2 separate regions of the Sus scrofa genome follow, and region 1 is linked to region 2. The links are chromatin contacts, called in public Hi-C maps. All regions are on one chromosome and are shown on one strand. Each heading gives the region's core, a stretch centred on a gene start, on an enhancer-like site or on the middle of the called end of the contact. The rest is flanking DNA. Distances are from core to core; before and after follow the strand shown. Region 1 overlaps ZNF407 (zinc finger protein 407). Region 2 has its middle 61 kb from the start of ZNF236.

Region 1 (5,127 bases), core at 1,658-4,157, 1.6 Mb after region 2:
GGTATCTGTTCCATTATTATGTTAATTATGAGAAAACGAAGTTCTCTAAACAGGTTTATTATTTTAATACTTCAAATTAAGATAGGTGAAGAAAGATTCATTGCCCCTTCAACATAACTTCTTAAGCTAATTTTTCCCAGTGTGTCTATAATCTGCTCTAATATTTTAGGAGTCACTGCTTGCTGTTTCTAAAGGAACACATGGAAACTTACATGCTGTGTTGGTGTGTATCCACAGTGATGAACTTAAAACATAATAGTAATGGAACACGAATTTTATATTGCTTTCTTTAGAGACAATTAAACTTATAAGTCTGTTAATGTGTAGTTTCTAGAATCGATGTAAGCAATTAAAAACTGCAACAAAAATGTTTTGTGAGGCATAATTACTATAAGGTCACTAGATATTATTTGGAGTCAGTTTAGTTTATCACGTTACGACATGACAGGATGTGAGGCAAAAATTATAAATTCCTTCCCTAAATCTGTCCTTTTCTGATCTAGATGGATGAAGAATAATTAACTCTTAATTATTCAGATGACTTCAAGGCAGTTTTAGGATTCAGTAAAGATTGCAGTCATTTTAACCAAGGAAAGCAGTCTCCCATCATTTATCAAATCTTGCAACTTGACCAATGATGAATAAAAAAATCTATGTTTACCCACAGCCCTAACTGCTACCTTAGAGGTTGTTAAGCAACAAATTTCCTTTAAACTCCACCATATGCAAATCATCAGACACAATTTGCATTTTAAAGTATTTAACTCTACATATTTATTGGATTTTGAGGCCATGCTGATCATTGATTTATGTGCTTCTGGCAATCATATTTCCATATTTGTATGATTTTGATGACAGTAATAATTCAAATATGCAGAAAGTTGTTCTTTGAACAATATCTTTAATTACGTCCTCAAAGCATCATTGTTTTGCCTGGTGTCCTGACAAAAAGGGTTTGAAATAAGAAATGGCATAATAATCCAAAATGCATAGAAATGTATTTGTCATTTTCTGTATACTACCAAATGCACAGAAGTGACTTTTCACATTAACCAATCCTTAACCTTAAAAAGGCTACAAAGCCCAGCAAACTTGTCCCTAAATACTTTTATTAATACTGACACACTTTCACGACAAATTCAATCACAGTTCATAACATTTCTGTTCAAAATGCAAAACCTGCCCCATTTACTTTGCCGCTAACTCAGAAAGTTTTGCTGCGTGTTTCTTTATTGCAGTCATCACAAATTATGTGCTTTCTTATGAAAGCCATCAAGAAATATCATCATTAAAAGATTCACAAATGTTTTATCTATTTGTTTCTCAAACAAAACCATCAACCATAGCTCTGTAACCATTTTAAAGATAATATTAAGATGGTTTTACCATTCAATTATATAAACTTCATACAATAAATATTCTGACAAATACAAACATAGCCATGAATTTTAGCTAAGTAAAACTAATGTTACCAATTTCAAAATTAAGTAAAAGACAAACGTATATTTTTATTGCACAATTTTTTCAATTTCATAAACATACATTTTTACATGAATTTATCCTGTAATAACATCCTACATGGTACTTAAGCAACTCTACATATGTTAAGCATTTTCGACAAACAATGAAAGAGGTTTATTTTCTAAAACACAAAAGAATTTTCAAGGATAAAATAAATCACTGAAATCTAATCTTTAAGAAATACAAAAATTATTATGATATCAGAAAAAAGGCCCAAAACTTATGAGTATTAAGTTCTCCAGCTATTTCAAAAAATCTGTGATCTTTAAATACCCAAAGAATGCAAATTTGGGGAGAAAAATATTAACATGTGCTCAAATTTCCCCAGATGGATATATAAAAACCTGAAACATATTATATGTATAATATATTTTAACTACACAATTTAAAGCATATATATACACAGTCTTAAATTCCTACTAAAATTCACATTAGGTTACTTTTTAGATAAAGCTAAAATGTTTATTTATGGATATTTAGATCAAGCTTAGTGACTATCATAGTTGAATAAATGTTTTAATGAGAACATTCTAAGCAAGTTATCATGTAACATAAACCCAAGTCAGATTCAATCCTAAATGAATCTGAATTAGGAAGACAAACAGAAATATTCATAATCTCAGAATCATTCTAATTAAAGCAAAAATAGGTTAAAACAGTTTCTAAATAATTATTGTATGATTGCTTTTACATACACCATTTCTAATACAATCATATTAGATATTTTATACATCAAAGTTTTGCTTTATTTATTTTAAACTTAATTCAATATTCATTTAGGTAGTAACACTTTTCTAAGAGTTCTTTTACTCATTAAAACTGTAAAATCTTGCCATCCTCTAGGTATGTGAATAGCAGTGAGGAAAAATATATGACATTTACTAAAGAACTCAAGAAAATATAAAGACAAAATTGCTGTTCATATTGCAGTGATATTCCATTGCAGTGGGAGATAAGGTTACAGTAACTACACAAAGAAGAGGAAGAAAAAGAAAGGAATAGGAGGGAAGAAGGGGAAAGGAAAGAGAAGAAAAGAAGGGAAAGGAAGGGAGATGAGGAGGAGACCCAGACTGAGATGGGGGAGGAGGGGGGAAGTGAGGGAGGAATTGCAGGGACACTCCTTGACTCCCCCTAGTGGTAAAGCAAGAAACAGCATTGCAGGCTCTCCCAGCAGTCTGCACAGTATTTGTAGAACAAGGGAAGGACTGCTGCGGTGGTGTGTGTGATTCAGACAATGCCATCAACAGGAAGCCAAGAACCAAGTGCTCTGAAGGTGAACACTTTGGAGCCAGCAGTTGTCTCTCAGCTCGTGGTGTACATTTGGGCATATCCCACAGCAAGATCAACGAGGTAGGAGAGCCCATACGTTAATACCTGCTGAGGGCATCAGGCTGCAGGAGACCATGGTTAATGAGTAACTAGGTTTACCACATCAAACCTCATGCTCAGAGCAGCTTTCCTTTTCACTGCCTTTTTTTTTTTTTTTTTTTTTGTCCACAATAATGCAAGTGGACGAATAGGAAAGCACACAGAAATATATCTGTATTATGCTATTAATGTGCTTTTAAGCAACAAATATGAGTCAGAAAATCAGCGGTGAAGTAGGGAAATAAACTGGATTTTAAATCATCCAATGCTCTTGTATGAATCACAAACACTATATAAAAATCTGTTATAATCCTTTTTAATGTAATTACAGCAAAAAAAGATATATTTCAAGAGATTATTCTCAATTTTACAGCTTTCACAGGTTTGACCGAGATGAACAAAAGTAGGCTTTCCCCTGCAGTATTAACAACTAAGAAAATAAAATGAATAAGCAAACAGGAAGTTTACACAGATAAACAAAAAAAGCTAGTTCCAACACCTGACTAAAATTACTATATAATCGGAAAAGGAAAAACACACCTACAAACTCAATTGTGAGGAAAATTATGTATTAAAATAGTACATTCAAAACAAGTGTATCATTTAAGTCAAACTTCAGCACAGTAAAAAGCAATACGTGAAAACAACAGCTTGTATTAATAAAATTCAAATTATTCACAATCTAAAAGGGTATGTTAAATACATTAAGAGGATTTAAAAATTTGCCTCTGATTATATAAATATCAAGATACAAAAATAATAGTCTTGGTAAATAATCTCCACATTACTCAACAACCTCTCCCTCTGAGCCACGGGTCTACCTAACTCTGCTTCCCTTTCGGAGGTTCATTAAGGTGCTACCGGGACTCATTACTGTCTATCTCTTGCCCTGTCCCTTAATTGCCCTCTAGGCACTACCCTGTAATCACTGAAATGTTCTTAGCTTGGCCAGGTGCTCCCCAGGGCATCTGATACATCTCCACGGTTTAGGAATCAAAGTATACAATCAGTGTGTCCTGGTTCAAAACGCCAGAGGGGACAGGACTAATACTGTTTGCATTATTAAAATCTGTGTTCCTTGATCCTTTTGTAAACTTACATTACATGGTCCCAGGGTGGGGTCAAATATCCTTTGTCTTTTAAGGTTTTTACCCATCCGTAAAAAATGAATTGCATACAAAAAAATCCCTCTTATTTATATAAAATTTAAATGTCTTAGAAAAATCAGTTATTCTTATGTAAAGTAACCTGTGACTTGTAAGTCCCTTTGAATCACAAAGCTTTGTCTGAATATTCCAACTATCCCTTAACAAAATGTGTGAATGAAATTTCTTTTAATTAGTTTTGATTATGGTCCATTTCTTAATCAACTTCTATCACAATGATAAATATATACGTAAGCATCAGTAAAAAAAAAATGCAAACATAATTCATTTGTCCTAAGGGAAGAATGTAAAATTTATACATAAAATCTAAATGTGGGAAAAAAAACTCTCCTAGAACATTGGCATTATTTTTATAATCTGTATGGCTGAGGAAAATGTTATCAATAATAGATTTAACAGTTGTAGCCAGCCATATAAACTGGCAGTGGATTTTTAAAAAATGATCTAAAATTGCAGTCTCAATATCACATAAAACCCTCATTTCCACGTGTAAAATTAAAAGAAAAGGCTAAACCTTGAACCGCTTGGTTCAACCAATACCTGGAGGACATAAAATCACATTGATATATATGTACACACACACACACACACACCTCAAAGAAAAACAAATATTCAGTGAGAGAAGGTAGACAAATTATACAGTAGTCTTGAGGTGGAGCGAGAAAAGTCTCATCGTTTTCACATTTGGGTTGCATTCAAAACCCCCACATACACAATAAATTCAGACTCATTTACTCAGATATCGCAGTTATATTTATGGATGAGGGTGAAAAGTCAATAATGATACTTATCACCTCGGTGCTATGCTTACAAGCTATTTCTACAGCCTAGTGGACAGATACATGTCTACTTGTAATGCAAATTTTAAGTACTTTATAAACTAATACATATTTTTCCAAATAGAAAGCTTATAGTTATATTATTTTTGCTTAACTAAATTATGTATCTGTGTAAGATATTTAGTATAGATCCAGATTAATGAAAAAGCCCTTATTTTTTAAAATACATACATATATATTTGAAATAATATATAATGAAAGCCAGTAATTAGACAACACAAGTGATAAATGAC
Region 2 (4,668 bases), core at 1,122-3,621:
CTCTGAGAAAGCAAACAAGTATAAGAAATATCCTTCTCTTGCTTCCTTGGGTTATGATTGATTTCATTTTTCAAGATCAGCAATTTGAGAAAACAAATGAACTGCACTAGCTTACATGTTTCAAATAACCTAAACTGTGTCTGCTCTGTCTCTCCGTGTAGAAGAGGCAGCAGGCCATCCTCAGAGAGTGGCCCTGCCTTGGGAACACTGTAGCGAGGGCGCAGTGCCTTCCCTCTGGAGCATCATGTAGGGGACAGGGGGGCAGGGCTCTTCGCAGGGACACAACCGGCTCCATTCTCTTTGCAGCGTGCTCACTGTCTCATAACTCCATTGTTGTCTCATGTTAGGAGAAAAGAATCATTGCTTATATAGAGACAGTATATTTATCTGACAGATATTGGTGCTAGAAGAACAAGAAAGATAGGAGCCTTGACCTAGTGCAGGAACGAAGCCAGTCACTAAGCTCCTTACTGATCCGCAAGTAATCTTCTCACCTAATTTTAGCCGAAAGGTTCAGCCTCCACAACCACCGCCCCTCCTTCTTACTCAAGAAATCATTTCTCCCTCCACATGCCTGTGAGGCGGTCCAATAGAAGGAAAATTGCTGAAAGCCCGGGAGAATGACCCGGATTGTCTTGCTGACAGGGAGGGGCTGGGGTCCAGACCCAGAAATCTGAGGGTAGGTGCTGGACCATCCCCAAGGTGTCCCTGTGCCCAGGAACCCCTCTTGGGGAAGGTCCACGTCCCCTGCTGTGTTCTCCCTGCTGGAGATCGTTCGAGCACACCCAATCGTGCACACTCAAACACACTCTTGAATCTACACACATCCCATCTCACATTCACATCCACGTGCACACACTCACACTCCTGCATTCACACACATCCAGTCTCACATTCATTCACACTCATGCACATTCACACACTCTCCCGCACACACGTAAGCACACTCACGCTTGCACGCATAGCCCCTCCATCCTCGGCCCCAAGAGTCTGGAACAAAGGATGAGACTTGATTTCCACATCTCATGGTTGAGAACGGACCCACTTAAGTTGTGTTTACAAAAGTTAAGAGCTGAGCCAAAGAAATGGTCCAGACAGAAAACCTACCACAGGGAACAGGATCCTTCCGACCCAGATTCCGCAGGAGAAGAGGAGCAGGGAGGGGGCCAAACAGCAGTTTCTTTCTCTGTCCCCCCTAACTGGGAAGTGTCTCCACAAGCACAGGCTGAACCTGGCCACCGAGGACACCTTAATTTTCTTGAAAATGGATATTGATCATGTCAGAAGGCATCACCAGGCAGTAATTCAACTCAATGGTCAAAAAGGCTGAAGCGATTGGACTCCTGTGTGCAAAGCGCATTCCTTGCTCTCAGATTGGAAGGTCAAATTAAAACTGGTCATCCAGGAGTCAGCTTCACGGCCCAGGTTTACAACCCAGACTCCTGTCACATGGTTGCAGAGGTCAACAACAGCAAATAAGTGCTCTGTAGTTTGGAGGAAAAGCAAGAACAAATATTACTTTAAGAACTAGAATTAGGAGTTCCCGTCGTGGCGCAGTGGTTAACGAATCCGACTAGGAACCATGAGGTTGCGGGTTCGATCCCTGCCCTTGCTCAGTGGGTTAACGATCCGGCGTTGCCGTGAGCTGTGGTGTAGGTCACAGACACGGCTCGGATCCCGCGTTGCTGTGGCTCTGGCGTAGGCCGGTGGCTACAGCTCCGATTAACCCCTAGCCTGGGAACCTCCATATGCCACGGGAGTGGCCCAAGAAATGGCAAAAAGACAAAAAAAAAAAAAAAAAAAGAACTAGAATTAAATTGCAAATACCAGGGACATGATTCCTATATCTAAAACCCATGTTATATTTAAACCCATAATTGGGTATGGCATGAATGTGGATTATTTTAACTTTATTATTTTTTAAGTCTCATTTGCAGGTGGCAAAGGATAATTATTGTGCAAGATAACTTGATCTTCTTGTTTATATTCAAGAACTAACTCGGATTAAAGTGATCTTTTAAAAGGGCTTGAATAGCAGAATAACTCAGTACTGGTGTCAGTTTGTCTTATTTCAATAATAGTCGCTATGGAAACAAATCACTGACCTATTTCTTTTCATACCCCCAAGTAAACAATAGGGTTTCCACTTTTCTTCGTATCCTGTTCCCTTTGGACAGGAGTTTCTGGTACAGGATGTTTCTAAAGTGCTTTTTACTGAAACCTATAGTTCTGAACTCCATGCTTATTTTAGTTATTATAAACATTCTCAGCCACATCATGGATTTCTACCATGGAAGGCGCCCAGGATGCTCAGCTTCATCCCTCAGAATCCTGGGCCCCCTTGGCAGGCGCTCCCTCGCCATTGCTCAGAGGTGGAGACTTTGCTGCAGGAGGCAGAGGCTGGGCCAGCATGCCCACATAGACTGCATGAAATGCCTGGTGTAATAAGTCAGCAGAGTTCCACATTAGTGTCTTTTCTCTCCATGCCGATCTTTGACTACAAACAGGAAAGTCACAGAAGGTCATTTTCCACACAAAGCTGCTGATTCAGGAAAGAACAAATGAAATATTAACATGTGCGTGCTCCCTTCCTTGTCCTCAACCCACATCCTAAATCCATTTTATATTTGGCTGAAGCCAGAAGTTGCTAAATATAGAAGTTGCTCTCTCCCCAGCACTCACAAGTGCCCCTGCTGGGCTGTCTCTGCAGCCACAGGCTGTAGTCACAGCAAAGAGAGGCACATCAGCCCTGTACCACGGACCACCCTTCATCTCCAAGGACACACTCTTGTGGAAATATCAGGAGGAAGTTTACCATGTTTAACTTTATTTATGGCCCGCTATTTTTATGACCTGTAAATCCCTCCTCTTCATTTGTTTATTGTGTGAGATGGAAAAATTACAGACATAATAAAAGGGGGAAAAGGCACACATACAAAATAAGTAAAAAAAAAAAAAAAAAAAAAGACACCAGTGACACATACTCCGAATGGTGCCGGACACAGCTGCAGAACTTTCCAAAAGAGCAGTAAAGAAGAGAAAACCACCAACCCTCTGTGTGTAACATACTTCAAATAATGAGAGTAAAATGGTCATGGTGATTAATTTCTCTGATGTGACAAATTTATTTTTTAATGGGATAAGTTCTGACCTAATATGGTTGGGCTCCAAATGTGCTGCACATATCTTGGGAAAGCTTTTTAAGGTTTCATGACAAACATTCCTTTTTTTATCTTTATGCTCTAACAGTGCCGCGATATTCCAAACGACCAGGTCAAAATGATACCAAAGTAGTTGTTTGGAAAGTGGGGAAAACATAACATGACAACTTGGTGGCGTGCTTGCAAACAGGGTTCCCATCCTCCAGGTCTTTCTTCATCTTTGCCCTTTCCACTGTGACACTGCAGCTCCTCCCCTTAGGAGGCAGAGTCGATCTTCACCCTTCAAATCTGGGCTGGCCCTTCAGCTCTCTCTGACCATCGAATATGGGGTAGTGATGATCTGATAGCCCTGAGTATATAAGCCTCATGAGGTCTTAGATATTTCCACTCTCTTAGGGCCTCTGCCATGAAAACAAGCCTCAGAGTGTATGCTGCAGGGTGCGGGCACAGGAGAGCTGACCCATAGCTGACCACAGAGACACAAGAGAACTCAACTCAGAAAATCATCTTCGTAGAGCCCAGTCTAAATTGCTGATCCACAGAAATATAGCAATATATATGACTCTTTTTTAAGCTACTAAGTGTGTGACTACTTTGTTACCCAGCAATAGCAACACCCTCATCCCTACTGTTATGCAAAAAACCCTAGTCAGAGAATCGGGAGACCTGGATCCTGGTCCTGACTCTGAGATTTTTAGCCATATGACCTTCAACAATCCCATTACTTTTCTGGGCATCAATTTCTTTGGTGATATTTTGCATACAAGATACTTCTAGCTGGAACATCTGTTTGAAAGAAACAGAGAAACTTAATTCTCATACACTTTGGTGTGAATGCCTATAAGAGGTGCATCTAATAAATCTAGTAACCTTACAAATATGCCACTTCACTCAGCAATTTCAATTCTTTGTCCTGCTATGGAAGTAAACACATGGATATACTAGTATTTATGTTCAAGGGTGTCTAGTATAGGATTATTTGCATTGCAAAAATCAAGAAATAACTTGCATGCCTATCAAGGAAAACGGCTGGGCAAATAGGAGTATATTCATACCATAATGTATTATGCAGCTATTTAAAGAACTCTCTGGAAGAATCTTTCATGACATATTTTTTAAAGTAAGATAAGTGAGTTTTGGGGTATAATACCATTTGTACCATTTTTAAAATAAAATTTTAAAAACTTTATGAGTATGTAGTTTTTATATAATTGTTCGGCCACCAGGAATGGTTCAGAAGGGTACAGACCAGGCTGATTGTCTAGATTGGAGGCAGCACTTTATAACGGCAAAAATGTTGAAATGACCTCAGGGTTTAGATTTAAGAGTTTAGTTAATTTAATTCTGGCACATTCATACACAGGCAGACCTTGAAGATAAACTGTGGGTTCAGTTCTTGATACCCTAATAAAGCAAATATTGCAATTAAGTAATTCACATGAATTTTTTTGACTTCCCAGTGCATGTAAAGGTTATGTTTGCACTGTACTGTGGTCCATTTAGTGTG

The links. A called contact is a pair of places that touch in the nucleus more often than the background predicts.
Region 1: a Hi-C map of embryonic fibroblasts shows a contact between it and region 2, with 2.9 times the contacts expected there. The contact joins two enhancer-like sites. A contact is called at or near these places in 3 of 47 Hi-C or Micro-C datasets (brain, embryonic fibroblasts and epiblast stem cells) and 1 of 2 datasets of contacts at active chromatin or transcription factors (alveolar macrophages).

Annotation. Positions count from the first base shown.
Region 1 is chr1:149,458,969-149,464,095 of Sscrofa11.1, forward strand. All of the region lies in intron 3 of ZNF407 (zinc finger protein 407), which reads right to left. Among named protein-coding and RNA genes, the nearest start is that of ZNF407, 56 kb to the right of the region's middle. Within about 2 kb of position 2,908, at least 15 of the 83 cell types and tissues checked have an H3K27ac peak or open chromatin away from gene starts, as enhancers often do. A contact at or near this core is called in embryonic fibroblasts, where this site is marked.
Region 2 is chr1:147,840,885-147,845,552 of Sscrofa11.1, forward strand. No RefSeq gene overlaps it. Among named protein-coding and RNA genes, the nearest start is that of ZNF236, 61 kb to the left of the region's middle. Within about 2 kb of position 2,372, at least 15 of the 83 cell types and tissues checked have an H3K27ac peak or open chromatin away from gene starts, as enhancers often do. A contact at or near this core is called in embryonic fibroblasts, where this site is marked.